Linked DNA regions of Zea mays: region 2 is linked to region 1. A link is a contact called in public Hi-C data. All regions are on one chromosome and are shown on one strand. Each heading gives the region's core, a stretch centred on a gene start, on an enhancer-like site or on the middle of the called end of the contact. The rest is flanking DNA. Distances are from core to core; before and after follow the strand shown.

The links. A called contact is a pair of places that touch in the nucleus more often than the background predicts.
Region 2: a Hi-C map of tassel shows a contact between it and region 1, with 4 times the contacts expected there. The contact joins the enhancer-like site here to the promoter of LOC103634046 in region 1. A contact is called at or near these places in 7 of 25 Hi-C or Micro-C datasets (bundle sheath, ear, endosperm and 2 more).

The regions. Positions count from the first base shown.
Region 1 is chr1:37,078,372-37,082,024 of Zm-B73-REFERENCE-NAM-5.0, reverse strand. LOC103634046 (protein FAF-like, chloroplastic) reads left to right here and starts at 1,943. Exons shown (of 1, transcript XM_008655674.4): 1 at 1,943-3,653. The coding sequence starts at 2,656.
Region 2 is chr1:37,154,230-37,157,882 of Zm-B73-REFERENCE-NAM-5.0, reverse strand. LOC100383753 reads left to right here. Exons shown (of 20, transcript NM_001362129.1): 20 at 1-223. Among protein-coding and RNA genes, the nearest start is that of LOC100383753, 15 kb to the left of the region's middle. Within about 2 kb of position 1,557, at least 20 of the 20 cell types and tissues checked have an H3K27ac peak or open chromatin away from gene starts, as enhancers often do. A contact at or near this core is called in bundle sheath, ear, endosperm and 2 more, where this site is marked.

The DNA of each region.
Region 1 (3,653 bases), core at 694-3,193:
ATCTAATTCCAACAGCCGTAGAAAAGCGCGCCAACTCTCCCGTTCCATCCTAGTGCTCAGTGCTCACACGCGCCCGTGCATGCATAACGCACAAGCGTCGCAGAGCTTTTCCAGCGGCCTGATAAAAAAATTTCTCGCGTGTTTCCTTTTCTCGGTTCTCAGGGGCCTCATGTTGCACGGCAACTTGGGGTCACGGGAGTACGGGACGTGGGGTTTGACGAGTATACGGAGAGCGACCGGCCCCCATGCAGGTTTTTTAGGGAAAGCTCTTCTTCCGGCGCCATGAAAGTTCACAAGGACGTTCCACGGTTGTGGGGATGCACCAAGGTAAGGAGAATTGCTTTCGACAGATGTGGCAAGGCGGAACGGGTAGGCGAAGGCGGCACTAATAGCTAGCCATTTCCCATCTCCGTCCGTAACGAAGGTAAGAAAGGCGGGGGGCCGGCAGGCACAGGCGCACCGCGCACCGGCCGGGGCGCTCTGGCCGGCGCTGGCTCGCGGACGTTGGCACACACCACCAGCTCAGGCGCCACCCGGCAGGCACGTTGCCGCGCGACACGTACGCCAGCTGGGGGCTGGCGTGAAGCGTGGCGCGTCGCAGCACACTGGTGAACCTGCAGCGTATGCGTCGTAGACCCAAGTTCCGGAAAAATGAACCGAAGATACAGTAGCTCCTCAGCGCAACCACTCGGCCACCGAACTCTTTCTTCCCCTCCTCGTTGTCCGTCCGTCCCACACTCGCCGGTGCACCCTCGCCGCGGCGCGGCATATCCGGCCCACTCCGGCGCGCCGAATGGCGGCATCGATCCAGTCGCTCGCGTGCAGAGGATGCGTGGACTGCGGGGTCGCGCGCGGAGGAAGAAGGCGCCGCGCTGGAGACCTGGAACGGGCGAATCCCGCCGCCCGGCCCCCGGCGCAGCGCCCCGCGCGGCAGGAGGATTCGCAGCGTGGCAGGGTGAACGTTGCGGCGTTGCAGTGCGTGGGGACAAGAGGCTTTATTCCGGGGTATTTGGAACCTGCTCGGCACAGGGCGTGGCATGGATAGTTGGATCCTTCTGCGCTGCGCGCTAACCGGGGCATTTGTCTCGCACGCACAGGCACAGGCAGGCACACTATGCTCCGAGCGGGACATGCCAGGAACGGAATTCTACCGTTTCTTTCACAGGTAGGATAATTGGATCCATTCAAGTACGTACGTATTGCTAGCTACCTAGATCTGTCGTCTTCTCGAGCCATGCATGCGCGGTTGAATTTGTAGAGAGCTCTACCAGATATATAGTTGCACTTTTCATCGAAATAAAAGTGGAGTTATAGCATACGATCTTAAAGGAGAATCATAAAACCCCCAGTTTTTATCGGAGTCGATCTCCACGGCAAAAAAAATAATCCTTTAAAAACCAAAGAAGAATGACGAAGGGATGGCCACACACACAAAAAAAAATGATTGCCAAGGTGGCGGAAGATACGCATGGTTACTCTTGGAACTTGGGAGCATCTACGCCATACGCATGATCTGTTCGAAATCAGAAACGCAGCGGTAACCAATTTGATGGCCCGTTTTCTTTCTTCCATTCCTTCTTCGTTTCTCTCCCACTTGAATCTACTGTAAATTTAAAGACCATCTGGACTATGGTCTGTTCACTTGGCTTTAATCTATACGGGTATCTACTGTGTTTTATCGTTCAGCAGCAGTGTAACGCAAAAGTATTGAGCGAGAAATTTATGTTCTAATTAGCCAGCAACAAGCCACAGCCCCCCACAGCTAGACCAAAACCAGACAGGGAAAATGTCAAGTTACTTATATACAAGGCCTTGATAAGTAGAAACGGATAAACCACACCATTTTGTATTGCGGACAGTGTGTGCCACAAGGGAATCACTTCCAGATGAGTACAACTTAACAATACATTTCTCTCCATAAAGTTTCGTTTTCAACGGTTTTTTTTTTTTGAAATGCCCGAATGGAGTGCGCATATGTCACCGAGGGGCCCTCAGAAAGGCGAAGGTATTTGTCCTCCCCATGCTAGTGGGTGGCAGTGGTGGGTGTGGGTGTGCGGTGAGCAGAGAGAGGCTCTGGGGCTCTGGGCCGGTGAGCCCGAGCGCTCCCCCTCGGCGCCCTACAAATACCCCGCCGCTGCCGCTCCTCTTCTTATCGTGTGACCTCCCCCGATCTGGAGCTGAAGTGCTTGACGCCTTCCGCTTCCACTTCCACGGCAGCACGAGCCTTCTTCTCCTTCTCGCTTAGCGGCTATAGCGCCAGCCAAAGGAGAAGTCTGCGGGCGAGTGCGATAGATAGACACAGAGAAACCGATAGATCATCAAAAAACGAGCGAAAAAATCGGTCCAAACCCCAGGCCGGACGCGCGTTAGAGTCTCCAAAGCTTATCCTTCCATCCACTCCCCGCAGCCAGCTTCTCTTCTCGTTCCCGGTTATATTAATAACGCGGCGGCGTGCTCTGCTTCCTCCGGTTTGCTCTGCCCTGCTTCCTAAACACAAACGCGCTCTGCACCAAGAACTATATACAACGTAGAAACTAGCCGCGCCGTCACTCCCTTTTGTGGCAACCTGCAGCACGCACTTGCTGAGACAGGGGTAGCCTTGCTATAGGCTAGCTAGTGTCACTTGCCGAGGACAAGCAAGCAGGCCGGGGAGACATGGCACTGACAGTGTTCGAGACCACCGAGCAGCAGCTCCTCCCGTGCCAGCAGGCCGTCGAGCAGGGCGCTGGCGATGGCGGGGCCGCCGCTGCGGGCGCCGAGAAGGCTACCGTCACGCTGAAGGAGACGGACCGCGGCGGCGACGACGACCGGCCGGAGAGGGACGACATATGGAACATGATTCAGGCGCAGAAGCCGCCGCCGCCCGCCGCGCCCAGGCAGGCGCCGTACGTGCACCCGCTCGTGCGCCGCTCGTCCAGCCTGCTCACCCAGAAGAGCCTGGAGATCTGCACCGAGAGCCTGGGCTCGGAGACCGGCTCGGACGGCTTCTCCGACGCCGACGGCTCCGCGACCGAGCACTCGTGCCAGGGCTCCGACGACGAGCGCGGGGAGGGGGAGGAGGAGGAGGAGGAGGTGGTGGCCCAACGCGCGGCCCCGCCCAGGGCGTTCCCGCCGCCGCTGCCGTCCCTGGCGCGGCGCAAGGTGGAGTCTACCATGGAGATGAGGCAGAAGCGCCAGGACGGCCGCCTGCTCGTCAAGGTCGTGCCCGTGGCGTCGTCCACCCTGTTCCGCGCGCAGCGCCGCGGCGGCCGCCTTCTCCTGTCGTTCGCGGACACGGCCGCCCCCGCGCCCGCGCCCGCCTCGGATGAGCCGGAGACCGAGCAGCAGGCCGACGAGGAGGACGACGAGGAGGACGAGGTCGAGGTCGTGGACAGGGGCACCGTGGTGGAGGTGAAGGTGAGCGCGCAGCCGCAGGCGCGCAGCGGGAGGGGCCCGCGGGTGCACCGCTCCGCGCTCGTCATCAACAAGTTCGTGGGCGCCGAGCCGGTCACCTCCTGCGAGATCGACGGCGACGGCGACGGCGCCACGGCTCCGCAGCACCCGGTGGCCAGGCGCTCCACTGGGTCCACCACCACAGCGGTCGCGGCCCTGGCAGCGGCCTCGGCGCTGAGCGCGGCCGCAGCGCCGCCGGACAGTGGCGACGACGCCGTCCC
Region 2 (3,653 bases), core at 308-2,807, 76 kb before region 1:
CAGGTTGGCGCATGATTGATTATATGGTGAGCTTGGTTTCTCTTTGAGATACATAGTTGTGCTTGCTTTGGAGCCCTGTACGGTTATGAGTGCCTGCCTGTATTCAGGTTCCGGATTTGGTTATTTATGCTCTTGTTTTTTATATTTTTTTGCCTGTATTTGCAATTCATTGATTGCTGTTGTATATAGAAGAGAGTTTTAAATAGAGAGAATGTACGACTCTGCAACTGGCAAATTTTGTATACATACTGCTCATACCACTTGCTAATGTTCGTCCGGATTGCGTACCTTGTGCCCAAGTTGGAAAAAAGGCGCTCCTTGTGCCGCCAATAGGAAATCATGGAAGCGGGGAAAGAAAGCAAAAGTACAGATACCACTGGAAAGCTAAAATAATTACAGGAATGATCCAGTACAATGTGAGCAGCGTGGCCATGCGTCGATCCTTAGTGCGGTTGCGCTATGCTGGTTTGGGAAAGTTTTGTTTCTTATTCGAGCACACGCTTGATTTATGTTACTGTGTGGTGATGAATGATTGTTGAGATGATCAAGTTTTTTTGGTTGGGGTTAGAGATTATTGTGTCTGTGTGGTTATGAAGATGGTTTAAGGGCTTGGATACGTGCAATATAAAACATCTCTGTTAGGTGATTCGGACTATTTGACATTTGACATAGAAGTTTGAAATAAGGGATGTGATATAAGATCTGCTTAGAGCTTGTTTTTTTAGGTTTCACTATTTTTTCTTGAGAGGGTTAGACAGAATTCCACACGGAGTGTATTTTAAAATATAGAACTTTAACATTGAAAACTACCCCAATAGAGGTCCTATTTCATAAAAAAGGTCAAATAATTATAGGACTCGTCTTATGTTGTGTTTTGCCATCGTGTTGCGTTTTCACCCAGGGTTGCGTGTTTAGGCTCAGTTTGAAATCTTTATAGCTAAAAGTTAGTTGCTAAAATTAGCAGTAGAGGTTCCAAATACCTCTGTCTAATTGTTAACCAAACACACATAAGACTCCCCCTTAATTATATGTAGCCACCGATTAACATGTGTACTCTTTCGGAATGTCTACGATCTTTGTGAGTGCTGCAGCTAGATACAAAACTAAATGAAATTAAATTCGTCTTTCTCAGTCTTTCTGTGTCCTTTACTTATTGACGAAGGATTACTCAGGGACGACAGCAGTGGTCGCTGTCGCCGTCGCTGTCCGTGTGCTCCACGATCGACTCTTTGGACCAAGGTGATTTGATCAGCAAAAGCCCGATCCAGTGCTAGCTAAAGGTCGACCGATAATACCATCAATCATAGGATCGGATCGGGTCCTTTCCTGCCTGCTCGCTCGCCTGCCTTTTAACCTAGTAGTAGTAGATTTTAAGCTTGGTCGACTGGTCTTGTACTCTTGTTCCCTCTCTCTCTTTCCTTAATCAACTTTTGTTTCCATGTATATATGCCGGTGAGGCAGTGAAGAAACAACGCACCGGCGAAAACCGGCACTAATCTTGGCCCTGGTCGGACGGCGTCGGCGCGCGGCCAACCCCGCGCTGACACGCACAGGCGGACAGCAGGACGACGCGGGCCGGCACGATCTCGGCCGGATCCGCGCCCTCGGAGCCCCCCTGCCCGCCCACTACCCCCTAAAAAAAGCCTACGGCACCGCCATTTTTGGCATCCCGGCCCGGCGCCGGCCGCGGCCATGTGCGCCCGCCTCCGGCCGGCAAAGACGCCTAGCTACCTACACCGCCCGCTAGTAGCTTTGGGGATCGGTAGACGAACAAAACGCGCTAGGCCCCGAGCTAGCTAGCTGCTGTCTGCTGGCTCCGCGCGTGCATTTCTCTCGATCTCGTCCCATTGGCCGGCTGGCGGCTGGCCGAGACCATTCGGCGGCGCCTGGACCAGGGACTGCTTGTCGCACCCCCGAACAGTGGCCAGTGCACACGTACGGCGGCGTGCCTCTTTTTTTTAGCTAGGATCACCAGGCGCGCCTTTGTGGGTACGTCCGGTCGTGGAACGAACCTAGCTAGCACGACGGGGACGAGCTATTTTCTTGATAGAAATTAAGGTGACAATGTATGTAGCAGCTAGCTAGCACACTAGCAGTGAGGTGAGTGACACTGCCGCGCTTATTTGTACCGCTGCTAGACTGCTGCCTAGTTCGCGTACGTGTCTATGGACAGCGCACACGTACACGTACATCCGATTCTCCAAGTACGCCTGCGCTCCCTCAGTCCCTCGTTACGCTACCTTTCTTTTTCTCTGTTATTTTTAGTACATGCTTTCATTCTCTTGATCTTGACCGAACAAAAGTAGCTGCCCACTTTGGATTCCGAGTCATATACATTATTACTTGCATGCATGAACCATGCACCTATACGTATATTATATATATACCCCCTCCGTCCGTCACTTCGTCCTAGTAAAACTTAATTAGGTTTCACTATATTTATAAAAAATATTACTAATATTTATATCTTTATAAATAACCTTATTATAAAAATATATTTAACAATGTTTCTGTTGGTGCCGATCTGAACGCCAAACACTGAAACGAACCATCTGGCAGTGCTTTCTGCGTAGACGCGGACGGTCCGCGGCGTAGTGAAAGTCGCCTAGAGGGAGGGGGTGAATAGGAAAATCTGAAATTTATAAAGTTTGAGCACAACTACAAGCCGAGGTTAGCGTTAGAAATATAATCAAGTCCGAAAGAGAGGGCGAAAACAAATCACAAGCAAATAAGGCGGATGGCACGGTGATTTGTTTTACCGAGGTTCGATTCTTGCAAACCTACTCCCCGTTGAGGTGGTCACAAAGACCGGGTCTCTTTCAACCCTTTTCCCTCTCTCACACGGTCACCTAGACCGAGTGAGCTTCTCTTCTCAATCAATCGGGACACTAAGTCCCCACAAGGACCACCACACAATTGGTGTCTCTTGCCTTGATTAGAATTGAGTTGGAAACGAGAAAGAAAGAAGAAGAAAAGTGAAAGGGAATTAGGCTTACACCTAGTCCCTAATTAATTTTGGTGGTTGAATTGCCCAACACAAATAATTGGACTAACTAGCTTGCCCAAGTGTATAGAATATACAGGTGTAAAAGGTTCACACTCAGCCAATAAAAAGACCAAGTTTTGGATTCAACAAAGGAGCAAAAGGGCAACCGAAGGCACCCCTGATCTGGCGCACCGGACTGTCCGGTGTGCCACCTGACATGTCCGGTGCACCAGGGGGACTCAGACTCAAACTCGCCACCTTCGGGAATTCCCTGAGGCGACTCGGCTATAATTCACCGGACTGTCCGGTGTACACCGGACTGTCCGGTGTACACCGGACAGTGTCCGGTGTACACCGGACAGTGTCCGGTGCGCCAAGGGAGGTCGGCCTCAGGAACTCGCCAGCTTCGGGAAACTCCAACGGCTAGTCCACTATAATTCACCGGACTGTCCGGTGTGCACCGGACTGTCCGGTGCGACTCCGAAGCAACGGCTATCTCCGCGCCAACGGCTCTCTGCGGAGCAATAAATGCGCGCGCAGGAGTCAGAATCGCCCATGCTGGCACACCGGACAGCAAACAGTACATGTCCGGTGTGCACCGGACACCCAGGCGGGCCCACAAGTCAGAAGCTCCAACGGTCAGAATCCAACGGTAGTGATGACGTGG